2 separate regions of the Xenopus laevis genome follow, and region 2 is linked to region 1. The links are chromatin contacts, called in public Hi-C maps. All regions are on one chromosome and are shown on one strand. Each heading gives the region's core, a stretch centred on a gene start, on an enhancer-like site or on the middle of the called end of the contact. The rest is flanking DNA. Distances are from core to core; before and after follow the strand shown.

Region 1 (3,867 bases), core at 96-2,595:
TGACAGTCTCCCACTGAAAATCGTACGATTGGCAATACACGCAGAGATATTATCGGCAGCCAACAGAAATCTTTTAACCTGTCCGATCAACCAAACGACCGATCTCCGCCGGACGAAAAATGTCGGGACTCTCCACACACGGTCCGAAAATTGTATGAAACCTTGATTCGTATGATCAGATCTTTGCGTCTATGTCCAGCTTAAGTCACACTTGATAAAAACAACCTAGTTATAGAGCCACCATAAAGTATTGTTTTAGGTATACAGGCTCAGGAATTTTATGACTGTAAGGGGCCAATTCACCAAGCTCGAGTGAAGGATTTTTAAAGTAAAAAAACTTTGAATTTCGAAGTGTTTTTTGGGCTACTTCGAGCATCAACTACGACTTCCAATCGAAGGATTCGAACTAAAAATCGTTCGACTATTCGACCATTCGATAGTCGAAGTACTGTCTCTTTAAGAAAAAACTTCGACCCCCTAGTTCGCCATCTAAAACCTAACGAACCCAATGTTAGCCTATGGGGAAGGTCCCCATAGGCTTGCCTAAGTTTTTTTGGTCGGAGGATAATCCTTCGATCATTGGATTAAAATCCTTCGAATCGTTCGATCAAACTATTTGCGCTAAAATCCTTCGACTTCGATATTCAAAGTCGAAGGATTTTAATTCCCAGTCGAATATCGAGGGTTAATTAACCCTCGATATTCGACCCTTGCTGAATTTGCCCCTAGATGTGTGAATGAAAGTTCATGTTTGTGATTACAAGTTATTGATGGTAAAGACATTGGTCAATTGCCTATTCGTGAGATGCCCAAAATTAATATATGTATATACAGTTTTATAATGCATTTGTTACTGTTTTTCTTTCCATTGCTTTTCTCTCCATTCAGCGCATTCTCTGCTGGAGTACGAGGGGGTCTGTTTACCTTTACTTTTGCCAGACTGAACATCCGTATACGCAACCTGCTCTTTTGCTCACTGTTATCTCAAGAAATTGGTTTCTTTGATGAGAACCACACGGGTACTGACCTAATGTTACTCAATGATCATAACATTTGCAACACCATAGAAAGCATAACAAAAGGTTAAAAATGCAGTGTGGAAAAAACACAGGGGGTTTGGTCTGGATAGGGTGATACAATACATGCCCCTTCCCAACCTGATTGCAAACAATTGTTATTCAAATTATTATTCAAATTGGTATTCCCTTGCACCCAGTCTTATTTATTCTTAAGAGGAAACATAATACTTTATTAACATAAAGCCACAGCTTCATGTGCACAGAACCTTTTTTTTTCTGCATCGCTGAATTTGTAACTGAAGAAATACTTGGCCCTTTTATGTGAAACTGCCTCTAGAAAATAATTCAGTAATATATAATGTTTTTTTTTTAGAAGTGGGTGACTAAATCTAAATTACCTTGTTGAAGATCATTTTTAAAGGGGTGGTTCACCTTTAACTTTTTGCATGCTATCAATTGGCAAATTCTAAGCAACTTTTCAATTGGCCTTCGTTATTTTTTTTTTTATAGTTTTTGAATTATTTGCCTTCTCTTACTGACTCTTTCCAGCTTTCAAATGGGGGTCACTGACCCCATCTAAAACAAATGCTCTGTAATGCCACAAATCTATTTTTATTTCTACCTTCTATTACTCAACTTTTTGTTCAGGCCTCTCCAATTAATATTTTAGTCTCTTATTTAAAATAATGCATGGTTGCTAGGGTATATTGAACCCTAGCAACCAGATTGCTGACATTGTTATAAATAATAATTAGCTATTTGTCAGATCTATTAGGCAAATCATAGCAATCAATCTTGTCTGGCATTAGCGTAATACTAATATAGTGTTACTAATAACGTAGTCTATGGAGCATACCTCTGCCAAACTATATTTCAGTTCTCATATTTATAAATACATGGAGAGGATGAATGTTCTGTGTACATGTAATGAATATTTCTCTGCACACATACATTTATTTTTTCTTTTTGATGTGTCTCACCCAAACAAAACATGGCTTGACCCACATCTCCTTTACAGGTGTATATCAGTAGCAATGGTGCCCCAGGGAAGATAGTTAGCTACCAGTAGACCTTCAGCTAATAATCAGTAGGCCCAATGTATTGGCCATAACGTCTTGTATAATATGTATAAAATATATTTGATTGATTTGATAAAGGGTCAAATTCAATTCAGTGAGGAAAAACTAAGGTAATTGAAAGTGACCTGCGGTATGTGCTGTATTTTTCTCTTCTCTTCTAATGTTATTGTAGTTCATTTTTCACAGAATGGTAACTACATTCTGACAATGTGACTGGATTAGTAAATCATTCGGGGACACCTTTCCCCTGCTCAGCTGGATAAGGCAGGGGTCAGTAGGACCTGTAAATGGTGAATCATTACAGTTTCCAGCTCTCCCGCTTTAGCAATTAAGTTGCAGAGACCTGGAAAATAAGCTGGACGTATTTGCCTTGTCTTGAAATATGCCATTTTACCACCAGATGGTAGCAGAGATCTAAGCCATAGAATTTGTATTTTGGAGTGTTTCCTCATTTTCCTGACCCTGATAGTAATGATCTTACTTTATTTTTATATAACATGTACCCTGTAAACTAGGGATGCACCGAATCCAGGATTTGGTTCGAGATTCGGCCAGGATTCGGCCTTTTTCAGCAGGATTTGGCTGAATCCTTCTGCCCGGCCAAACTGAACCCAAATTTGCATACGCAAATTAGGGACAGGGAGGGAGATTGCATAACTTTTCGTCAAAAACAAGGAAGTAAAATATGTTTTCCCTTCCGACCCCTAATTTGCATATGAAAATTAGGATTCAGATTCAGTTCAGTATTTGGCTGAGTCTTTTGCGAAGGGTTCGGCCGAATCCAAAAAAGTGGATTCGGTATGGGGCCTTTCTGATATGAGGAAAGGTGAGCACCTTGCCTCAAGCAGCAGCTCCGCAGTAGTTACAAGGGGCAGCAAAAATCTGCTCCCGGTAACTTTAAGACCTGAATTTCCGTTTTTTAAACTGAAAATTTGGCTTTTGTAGTGCAGAAAGCGCCGTTTTGCTTTCTGTGCTAGCGATGCGCCCCACCCCAGACCCCTGTAGGCGATTTCAAGATAAGTGCGACGGGCAGGGGGGCGCCATTCTCAGCGCCGCCTCAGACGGCATCACATGTTGAAACGTGACTGGATTCAGTGCATCCCTACTGTAAATCAGTGGTTGTTTCTATTAGTTCATACCACCGCCCTTGATAGTTGTCAAACATTCGATATATGAAAGCATGGCACAACACCTCTGTTTTATAGTCCCAGGATATAACTATTTGCAGCCCAATATCTCATATGGCTTCAGACTGCCATCCATGAGTTGTATTACTATGTCACAGATTGGAAAAAATTGTGCTTTAATCCACCCCTGCGCATAGGCTCTTGCCCCCCCTGTGTCAAGAATGACCCCTAAAATGTTTTAAGCTAAATATATTGTTTAAAAAATGTCAAATTGATTGCTTTCCATTCCTCTCAATCCTAGGAGACATCATCTCTCGTTTAACATCTGATACAACCATTGTCAGTGATGTGGTTTCTGAGAATCTAAACATCTTCCTGCGTAGCCTGGTGAAAGCAGCAGGAGTCATTGCCTTCATGTTCAGCCTGTCATGGCAGCTCTCCCTACTGACCTTCATGGGATTCCCCCTCATTATCTTGGTTTCTAGAGTGTATGGCACATATTACAAGGTGAGGAGACACCACTTGCTATATTTACTGTAAGAAGTTCTCACGTCCCTTCTCCCAGTAGGCACTTCCAAAGTACACATGAGAGAATGGCTCTTGTTTATTTTCACTTATTAACAGAATCCGGTTGTGTAGTTA
Region 2 (3,602 bases), core at 214-2,713, 170 kb after region 1:
ATAAACATTGTAACATAAAAAAAAATCAATAAAAATATTACTTAAAAAAAAGTATCCAAACAATAAACTGTACCTTTAGTTGAGAAGAGAGTTGTAATGAAGAGCTCATAAGTATTCTGTGACTGGAACTAGCAGTACTGTGGATATAAAACATTTAGAAAGCAAATAAAGTTATGTTAGTATAGAAAACAGAGTTTTAGAGTTTTGTTGGAGGACATTGATTTTGGTATTTGTTTTCATAATTATTATCTTCATATAGTGCCAATATATTCTGAGGAGCTTTATAGAAATGATATGCAATTCATATTAGTCCTTGCTTAGGGTTGCCATCTGGCCGGTATTTTACCGGCATGGCCAGTAAAAACGATGGTTAAACCCAATGTTATTAATAGGGAAAAATAGGGTTGCCACCTGGCCGGTCTTTCACCGGCCTGGCTGGTAAAAATGATGGTTGATCTAATGTTATAAATAGGGAAAAAAAGATAAATATATAGGAAGGCCGGTATTTTTTTTAAGAAAAGGTGGCAACCCTATCCTTGCCACAGTGGATCTTACAAAGTCCCCATCACATTCAAAGTGGTCAATTGTATCAGGAGCCAATTCAAATGCCAGCATGTTTGTGGAGTGTGGTGGGAAACTGGAGTACCCACAACTGGAGGAATGCCACACAAGTATGGGGAGAACATACAAGCTCCCTACAGATGGAGGCTAATTCAGGCTGGCCATACTTGTACTGAAGTTTTGCACAATTTTTAGTTCATGCATGTTAGTGATGTGCGGGCAAGCGTGAGTATTAAATACTCATCCCAAACCCCCACTAGAGAATGGCAGTGTTTGTTATATACTCACACTCATCCCGTCCCCTCCATTGATGTCAGAGAAGGATCGCAGGGCCAGATTAGGTTACTGTGGGCTAGGGCTGGGTTCGTATGGTGGCCCAAGGCCCTATGATCATGACCAATATGCATGCGCTATGTATATTGGCCTGTTTGTTGATAAGGAAGGCAATCTGTCCAAATGAACAGAACAACAGAAAGGTGGTCATAACGTGTATGGCCCTTCATCATTCAGCCTACGTGACCATTCAGCATTAGCCAGTGTGTGTGGCCAGCTTCAGTCTCAGGTCTGTATATACTGAATGGTTCCAACATTAAGCTTGGTTAATCCACAGGTCCAGTCTTTGACTAATGTGTTCATAACAGTAATATTCAGCGTCCTGTGTCTATATAAAGTGCACATATTAATACACAGGAAAAGTAATATGTACAAATACTTACATATATATTAAAATCCAGAATCACTTTCTAACCTTCCCACTTCAGTCAGGTCAGACTCAGAAGCAGAGAATTGAGGAGCTCCTGCCAACATCACTTTACATCAGGCAGTTCGGGGTTTGCCTCTTATTTCATACAATGGCACATACTTTACGTCAGCTACGAGTATTCCTTGTGTGTTGTACCTTTGTTTCCTACTATCGCTGCTGCAGATTTCAAGTGTAACTACCGGGCTAATAGTCAAACTAAAACTGGACAAATTCATAAGTAACGCCTGTATTTCAGTAGTATTCTGGGACTTGTAGTGCAGCTGTTCATTTGTACAGTAAATTTTTAAAAAAGAGTAAACTACATTTCCCAATATGCTCTAGTGACAGGCTCACGATGTATCACATGACGAATCTGAGCCAATCAATGTAGACGCTATCCTAAAGCGAGGCTTGGAGGTGGATCTCTATTCCTTGCTTCTCAATCTGGCATTACTGAGGTAGGAAAAAATATAGTGGGCGATTTTATTGATTAACTCTTAATGCTCGTTATATTGTACCTGTTCAGTTGTCACTGTGTAGCCTTGCGAAGCCCCGCACTGTGACTGTGATACAGCATGGTTATTGGGCTCTTTAGCTGCTGCGATGCTTAGTCAGGGGTTTTGAGTATTTAGTGCAGCAGCATGAGACACCACGGGCTGATCAGACAGCTGCACCATCATTTACACTGAATCCAATGTGGCTCGTCTCGTAATCATTTTACTTCCTTTTGAAGATGAAGTACCAACCTTTTTCCCTTTAGGGGCTCCTGTGTCTGTAATACTCTGTTATATACCCTGTTATATACTCTTATATACCTTTAAATGCATAAAATCCAATATTAGTGTCCTTCATTTGTTATGCTATGTCCTAGGCATAATGCAGTCTTGTCTGATCATATTAGTGAGTAAATAACAGTGTGCTAGTGTATGTGGAAGAGATTACAGGTATGGGATCTGTTATGCAGAATGCTTGGGCCTGGGGTTTTCTGTATAATGGATCTTTACATAAATCTACTAGAAAATCATTTAAACGTTAAATTAATTCAAGAAAGCATACATATGATAATGTTAGATAACTGTTTAATGTTATTTGGTCTGCCCCTCGATCAAACGTCTCCTCGATGATCCTATCCTTGGATCTCGAGAAGGCAGCTGATTTGGTGGATTGGGAATATCTATTTTATGTTCTACGCTATATGGGCTTCCCAGTTCCCTTTATGAACTATATCTTTGCTCTCTATAATACCCCAATTAGAACCTTGGGCCGTAGAAAGTTACCATATAGTGGGCTGGTAAGAGGCTGTTTTTGGCTGGTAGGAGGCTGTTTGGGCCTCTGTGTACTTGGAATGACAGGGCCTATATTGACTCCCAGTCCTGGCCTGCATAGGGGCACACGCCATGGTTGCCCATTGTCTCCTACCCTCTTTTTATTGGCCATAGAACCGCTTGCAGCCTTAATTATGGCTTCATTAGATATATCCGTTATTTCCATCAGGGCCACGGAGTATAAATGCACTTTGTTTGCAGACGACCGAATACTTACCTTAACAAGACCTATGACATCCCTCCCCAATTTATATAATCTATTAGGGAAGTTTGGTAAGATTTCAGGCTTACATGTTAATTCAGCTAAATCTAAAGCTCTTAATATCAATCTCCCCTCACCTTTACTTAAGTTACTGCAAATTGATTTTGATTGGGCACATCCACACTTAGATTATTTGGGGGTTAAATTTATGCCACAATGTCAACAAGCGTCTGATGCTAATTATATACCCTTGCTTTCTAGAGTCGAATTGTCTCTCCAGACATGAAAAGGCTTCCAAATTTCACTAATAGACCGAATTCATGCAGTTAAAATGTTAATTCTACCCCTTGCTATATATTTATTTCAAACTTTACCGGTAGACCCTCTTAAGGGCTACCGGTAGACCCTCTTAAGGGCTTTCTTAAAGGGATACTGTCATGGGAAAAAAATTTTTTTCAAAATGAATCAGTTAATAGTGCTGCTCCAGCAGAATTCTGCACTGAAATCCATTTCTCAAAAGAGCAAACAGATTTTTTTATATTCAATTTTGAAATCTAACATGGGGCTAGACATTTTGTCAATTTCCCAGCTGCCCCAAGTCATGTGACTTGTGCTCTGATAAACTTCAATCACTCTTTACTGCTGTACTGCAAGTTAGAGTGATATCACCCCCCTCCCTTTTCCCCCCAGCAGCCAAACAAAAGAACAATGGGAAGGTAACCAGATAGCAGCTCCCTAACACAAGATAACAGCTGCCTGGTAGATCTAAGAA

Evidence for each region. A called contact is a pair of places that touch in the nucleus more often than the background predicts.
Region 2: a contact with region 1 is called in a Hi-C map of the XL177 cell line, with 2.5 times the contacts expected there. The contact joins the promoter of ccdc62.L here to the enhancer-like site in region 1. A contact is called at or near these places in 2 of 4 Hi-C or Micro-C datasets (the XL177 cell line and the XTC cell line).

What each region holds. Positions count from the first base shown.
Region 1 is chr1L:175,224,291-175,228,157 of Xenopus_laevis_v10.1, forward strand. abcb9.L (ATP-binding cassette sub-family B member 9) reads left to right here. Exons shown (of 14, transcript XM_018263048.2): 6 at 889-1,019; 7 at 3,527-3,732. Among protein-coding and RNA genes, the nearest start is that of abcb9.L, 14 kb to the left of the region's middle. Within about 2 kb of position 1,346, at least 2 of the 7 cell types and tissues checked have an H3K27ac peak or open chromatin away from gene starts, as enhancers often do.
Region 2 is chr1L:175,396,977-175,400,578 of Xenopus_laevis_v10.1, forward strand. ccdc62.L (coiled-coil domain containing 62 L homeolog) reads right to left here and starts at 1,464. Exons shown (of 13, transcript NM_001094381.1): 1 at 1,278-1,464; 2 at 74-137. The coding sequence starts at 109. denr.L (density-regulated protein L homeolog) reads left to right here and starts at 1,742. Exons shown (of 8, transcript NM_001092717.1): 1 at 1,742-1,761.